2 separate regions of the Mus musculus genome follow, and region 1 is linked to region 2. Evidence: chromatin contacts called from public HiChIP or PLAC-seq data. All regions are on one chromosome and are shown on one strand. Each heading gives the region's core, a stretch centred on a gene start, on an enhancer-like site or on the middle of the called end of the contact. The rest is flanking DNA. Distances are from core to core; before and after follow the strand shown. Region 1 has its middle 33 kb from the start of Ngdn. Region 2 holds the start of Jph4 (junctophilin 4).

Region 1 (3,087 bases), core at 378-2,877, 69 kb before region 2:
ACAGTAGCAGAACTTATAGAATGAATCTCTCTCTCTCTCTCTCTCTCTCTCTCTCTCTCTCTCTCTCTCTCTCTCTTTCTCTCTCCCTCTCCACACACACACACACACACATACAGGGGGATTTATTACGATGACTTACAGGCTATTGACCAACAAATCCAACAACAGCAGGCTATAAACAGAAGATCCAAGAATCCACAAGTTGCTCGGTCCACAAGGCTAGATGCCACAGTTGGTCTTCTATAGATGCTAGAATCCCAAAGAAGTAGGCTGTAACACCAGTAAAGGAATGAACTTGCTAATAAGGCAAGAGCAAGTAGGCAAAGAGCAAGTGCTTTCTTCTTCAGGGTCCTTGTATATTGGCTTCCAGCAGAATACATGCCCCAGATTAAAGGTATGTCCTCCCACCTCCCATCTTCATGAACTAGAAGTATATTTACCAGATTAGAAGTGCAACCAGCAAACCCAGTAGCCCTCCTGTCATGCAGAAAAACAAGAAAAAAAAAAAAAAAAAAAAACCTCACAGGTGTGCCCTCCATTCTGGATTTTGTTGTTCATCCCAAATGTGGTCAAGTTGATAACCAAGAATACCCATCACAGCCAACAAAGACCGGGAAGGCCAGTGGCCGGCTGTGCAGTTATATAGGAAATATCAAAGTACAAAGGCCCTAACATGGGTGCACATCTGGGTGGGAGGGTGAAAGTAGGTAGTTCATGTTGGGAACCTCTAGAAGTAATGGGCACTGAGTACTTTCCATTCCTCTGTTTGGCCCCTGTGCCTCACTCTAGATGCTCATCCCTTGCCAGCCTCTCCTTCCTCGCCGATGCTGATAGGAAGCTTAGAGAATACTAGTTAGGCCGGGCATAGTGACACATGCCTTTAATCCCAGTACTTGGGAGGCAGAGGCAGGCAGATCTCTGAGTTCGAGGCCAGCCTGGTCTACAGAGTGAGTTCCAGGACAGCCAGGGCTACACAGAGAAACCCTGTCTCAAAAAAAAAAAACAAAAAAAAAACAAAAAAAAAAAAAAAAAAAAAAAACCAAAAAAACCTCACCAACCCCAAAACAAAACAAACAAACAAAAAAGAGAATACTTGTTAGGCAGAGTGCTGGTTCCAGAAGACAATATCCAGTTTATCAGTTTGAATTGTATAGCTGACTGCTACTATTGTAGGGAGCTGGCCAGGCTTCACAGGGTAATTTGATAATTCCATAGCCATCGTGTGTACCGTAGCTCTGTAATGCCTCTGCTACTGACAATGGCTCTGTGCTGAGGTGCCTGAGAGGTAGAATAGACTCTGGAAGGGAAGGTGAACTGGGTTGGAATCCACGATTCCAGTGAGCTAGAGTTTTGCCTTCTCATTCACAGGAAAAGGAATAATTTAGCAGATAGCTTTCTTTAAAACTCTGTCCTGAGGTTTGGGTTGTGGTTAGTGGTAGAGCCCTAGACTATCATGCCCCCATCTTGGTATGAGTGCTCTTCAAGGATGTTAATGAAACAGCTCTCCTAGCTGCTCTTAGCTTGCACTCATGTCTTTATCGGGGTGACCCAGGGACTATATATGAACTTTGGAGAGTGAGAAGGCATTTTCAGGTTGAATGAAACAGTTGGCTGGAGTTTAAAGTCCTGTGAATGCCTATTCATATGGAGAGATAGGTATTCTAGGAATCCCAGGTACTTGCTGGGCAGGCTTAGTGGGAAAGAGGAAGCTGAACTTGTAGGTTTGCCAAGGACTATGTGACATTCCTCTTCAGGTAGAAGATTATGGGTCAGGATCCCCAGATCAGGCAGAGAAATGGAAGCCCCACTAAGAAAAGAGAGTCCTCCATTTTACACGGTGCTCAGAGAAACTATCCAGACATGGTAGACTGTAAGTAGCTAGGTATAACACCCATTTTTTTTCGTGTGTGTGTGTGTGTGTGTGTGTGTGTGTGTAGAACAAACAACTGTATCCTGTGAGAATTTCTAGTTTCTAATTTCTTTTCTCTCACTTCTGAGAAAGGGACTTCACTTTGTCCCCCTTTATCCATGAATGGGCCAAGAAAAGATGAGCTGTACGGAATTGGGTCTTCATGAGAGTGATGTTCCGAAGCTGACAGAGGCCTGGCTTAGTGTCTCTTTGTGCCAGTGGGTCACATGTCCCAGCTGACATAAAACGTCTTCTGGCTGGAGGGATGGCTCTGTGGGTTAGAGCACTTCCTGCTTTTGCAGAGGTCCCAGGTTTGATTCCCAGCGTGGCAGCTTGTAATTGTCCGCAACTCCAGTCCCAGAGGATCCAATGCCATTCTGGTTTCTTTGGGAACTGGGACACACATGATACACATGCATGCAGGCAGGCAAACACACACACACACACACACACACACACACACACACACACACACACACACACTCTCGCACTCACACGGGGTGGGGGCGGGGTTGTTGAATCCTGAGGTCAGTGACACAGAGGTGAAATGGCCTCAGGGATTTAGCAAAGTGAATAGAGAAAGGGAAATTGGTATGAACACGTCTGGAGTCTCAGATACTGTGGGCTTGAGGTTGGGGTAGAGGATAGAGGTATAGTATGAGCCATTCCAGAAGAGAGGTCGCAGAGAGCTAGAACAAAGTTCTAGGTCAGGATGTCCAGGACATTTGGGGGCACTGTGTGAAGCACAAGCTGCTGTTACAGCCTAACACACTCAAGGCGTGTGGGGTAGTCTCCTGAAGCCCCCAGACGCTGTGGGGTCCAAAAGCAAGGGAAGTTAAGGGCAGGCCAGAAAAAAGAGGGGCTGTGGAGCCTCTCAGGAGCTGTGTGTAATTGACAAACTCTCTCCTGAGGCTGAGGTCACTGAGGTCAAGCAATACCCACCCAGATTCCCAGCTGACTCTGTTAAACCTGATGGTTGCTAAGGACTCTGTCCTCTGAAAGTGTTGGTCTGTCTGTGCTGGCTAATTCTTTTTTTGTTGTTGTTTTTTGTTTTTTGAGACAGGGTTTCTCTGTGTAGCCCTGGCTGTTCTGGAACTCACTCTATAGACCAGACTGGCCTCGAACTCAGAGATCTGCCTCCTAAGTGCTGGGATTAAAGGCATGTGCCATCACTGCCC
Region 2 (3,313 bases), core at 518-3,017:
TGGGCGCCGGGCCCGGTGCACACGCCGTAGCCATGTGCCCGCCCCGCCTCCCAGCCCCCCACGTAGCAGCCCCCGTCGTCAAAGTCGAACTTGCCCCCGGGGGACATGCATGTAGTTGGCGCGGCCTCAGCCCCCCGGCAGCTCAGCGCATCATGGGGCTGGAGAGCCGGCTGGGGGCCTGGGGGCCGGGCGAGGCTTGGGGGCGGGGGCAGTTAGACCGGGGCTGGGCGGAGGGGCCCCAGCGCGGGCAGGCAGGGCCGGACCCTCATCCTGAGTGGCTGCGGAGAAAGAGGGGTGCAAGTGGAGAGCGAGGCAAGTGGAAAGCGAGGTCCCCTTCTTTGCCAGCCGCTCCCCTGCCGGTAGCTTTAGGGCATCAGCACCGCCCTCCAGCCCTCCTCCCATCCCCCCTAGGCAGCATCTTTTAGCAGCTCCCAAGCGGTGAGGGCAAGGGGGCTTTCCCATCCCTCCCAACTTGTAGAGGGCGCCTCCCGGGACTTGGGGTCCCAGCGCTGATCCCGAGTCCTACTTTTCCAACCCAGAACCCCAGAGTGTGGAGCGTGGATGGCAGTTGGAGGTGGGGGACCTGGGAGGGGCCAGGGCAGGGTCTTCCGACACCTGCTTTCCTGGCGATTTGGACCCCTCTGCCTGGATTCTTTGGCTCCGCTAGCAAACCCGGGTGCGGGGGAGGCAAGGGGGTAAAAATGTAGCTAGCTAGAAAGCCGGCCCCAGGTGGGCCGATGGTAGAATGGGGATGTTGGGGGTGGGGTGGGGGATGAGGGTAGGGATGGGCAGACTGGCGAAAGGGAGGGGACAGGTTACTCACCATGTGTGCTGGGGCTCAGGCTGCCTCCCAGGCGCAGTTTCCATGGCAGGGTCCCTCCACTCACACCTCACCAGGACAAGCCAAGCCCCCTTCCCTTCCGGAGAGACTGCTACAACCCAGAGAAGGAAGGTGGGGGAGCTATGGGAGAGTCCCTTTTCCTCGGCTGAAGGTGCAGGCTAGTGTGGGGGGTGAGGTAGTGGCAGGGTGGAGGGGATGAGAATAAGTGTAGGGGGAAAAAAATCTGTCTTGAACGGAGACAGCGAAGAGGAGCTGGGGGCTGGATGGGAAAGGGGAGGGGGCTATCAAGAAGGGGTGTTTTTATTTTTTTCTTCTTATGGTTGGGAGAGGAAAAAAAAAATCAAAATTCCAATTCCATCCCAGCACAAATCAATGTTTGCTCCAAACCCAGCATCAAGGGGGAGGCTGGGCCAGGCAGATTTAAAGGGGCAGAGAGAAGCGGAGAGGAGAGGGTGGGGAGAGAGTCAGTGGCAGTGGGGGTGGTGCGAGGATGCTCAGGCAGAAAAAAAGGGGGTTCGCTACCCCTGAGGTGAGGGAGAAGGCAGGCGGAGAGGAGAATGGAAGGCTCAGAGACCCCCACGGTGGAAAGAAACCGTGGCATGCAGGCAGGGAGTGGAGTGAGGTGGAGGGAGGGGAGGGGAGAGGAGCTAGGGGGAGGAGTCTTAAGATGGGGAGGCAGGGGGAGGCCAGAGCCAGGCGGGGGAGGAGAGATGCTGGGGAGACCGGGAGTGCGAGAGGAATACAAAGAATGAGGTGCAGGGGTGAGAGCTATGGCAGGGGGAGATATAGCCGGCATGGGAGATGGCGAGGGAGACCCATTCCAGGACTCTTGAGAGATAGCTAGGGAGAGAAGTCAAGGGTGGAGGGAAGGAGGGGAGCAGAATCACATAGGGAGAAGAAGAGAGCGAAATAAGGCTCGCGACGAGCGGGAGAAAGCTCTGCAGAGAAAGGGCAGGCATGAGAATAGAAATCCCGGCAGGAAGAGCCCACATGGAGACAGGAGGTCCGGAAGTGGTGTTTATGAGGACCCTGGGGAGAGGGATGAACCTGCCAGCTGCTTGGCCGGAAGCCAGGAGGCATTTGAACGTGGATACCTCTGCCCATTCAGCTCAAACTCCTCCACCAGACAGCGCCCACCCTGTCACAGTTTTAGAGGTAGCTTGAGATGGGGCCCTGTCTGGAGGCCCCACTAAGCTAATGCACACAATATTCCGCGGACACCAACAGTTTGTCTAGGATGGGCCCTCTGAAGGGAGTGTTGGTATGTTCATTAAGGGGGCTCAAATTTGAGGAGGCCACCAAGATCTTAGGGCTCTGGAGTCTTCTCTTTCACAACACAGCAAATTACACAAGTTTGCTTGAGCAGGCTTTTGCTGTGGCCCCTTAAGCCCATCATCGACCTCTTCGAGTCCACTCTCCAGATTGACAGCACAAGTAGACCACACAGGTATTCACGTACTGCATTCCCTCCCTTCTCAGCTTCCTCTGGCCTGCCCCTGCGTGTTTACAGGGAAGGAGGCACCAGTGTGCTCAATTGCCTTTCTTTCCCCATAGGACCTAGTCCCCGCTGCCCACCCCTCATCCCCACACCTGATTTAAAGAGATCCAGAGCCCCGAGGGGGAAGTCATTCACCAAGGGGCACACTGGCAAAGTTGGCAAAGCTAGAAGTAGAACACTAAACGCAGACTTTTATTTTTGTTGGTGTTGGGAACGGAATTCTGGTTCTTGGGATAAAGCGCGTGCTCTATCACTGGGCTCTAGCTGGCAGCTTGGTGTCTTTCGAGCCCTTCAGTTCTTCCAGATGTCTGTGCTTGGGAGCATCCCCTAAAGTCAGGGTTACATTGGGTACTTTGGTAAAATAAAGAGTATGAAGATCGAAATAAACAGGGATTTCTCTTGTACACACACACACAGGCACATGTGTGTGCATACTACACACTATGTATATATTAGTGGGGTGGTGGTGTGTGCATGTGTCAGAGAGAGAGAGAGAGAGAGAGAGAGAGAGAGAGAGAGAGAGAGATATCAGAGGAAGTCCTTGTCTTCTGTCTTGTTGAGATAGCTCTTGTCTCCTCTGTGTAATGTACTCCAGGCTAGTTGGCCTGATCCTCTTGTGGACTCCCATCTTTCCTTAGGAGTGCTAGGCTTAGATGTGGGCCACTGCATCTGGCTTCTCACCTAGGATCCATGGATTGAGCTCAGGCTGTAGGCTTGTGTGTCTGCTGAGCTATATCCCTAAATCACATTGTGTTTTTCTAGAAGTTTCTCCAGGGCAGAGACTACTCTTTTTTTTTTTTTTTTTTTTAAAACAGGGTCTCATTATGTTCCCCAGGCTCCTCCTTCATCCTCCCCGAGTGCTGGGATTACAGGCACAGCCACCTTAACATCATACTCAGCAGGGAACCACATATTTAAAGCACTTTTGAGAACAAAGCAGGGTAGCCATCAGGTACTGGGGATGTGTAGCTTAG

Evidence for each region. HiChIP or PLAC-seq counts read pairs in DNA pulled down with a chosen protein or histone mark.
Region 1: an H3K27ac HiChIP or PLAC-seq map of embryonic stem cells shows a contact between it and region 2, with 5 read pairs. The contact joins the enhancer-like site here to the promoter of Jph4 in region 2. A contact is called at or near these places in 9 of 39 promoter capture datasets (the C10 cell line, the HPC-7 cell line, cranial neural crest and 5 more), 10 of 484 Hi-C or Micro-C datasets (8-cell embryo, cerebral cortex, embryonic stem cells and 2 more), 15 of 115 datasets of contacts at active chromatin or transcription factors (the HPC-7 cell line, bone marrow-derived macrophages, craniofacial prominence and 8 more) and 3 of 9 other capture datasets (adipose tissue, liver and pancreatic islet).

Annotation. Positions count from the first base shown.
Region 1 is chr14:55,046,699-55,049,785 of GRCm38.p6, forward strand. No RefSeq gene overlaps it. Among named protein-coding and RNA genes, the nearest start is that of Ngdn, 33 kb to the left of the region's middle. Within about 2 kb of position 1,628, at least 10 of the 459 cell types and tissues checked have an H3K27ac peak or open chromatin away from gene starts, as enhancers often do. A contact at or near this core is called in 8-cell embryo and embryonic stem cells, where this site is marked.
Region 2 is chr14:55,115,168-55,118,480 of GRCm38.p6, forward strand. It overlaps Jph4 (junctophilin 4), which reads right to left and starts at 1,768. Exons shown (of 6, transcript NM_177049.5): 1 at 824-1,768; 2 at 1-278. The coding sequence starts at 107.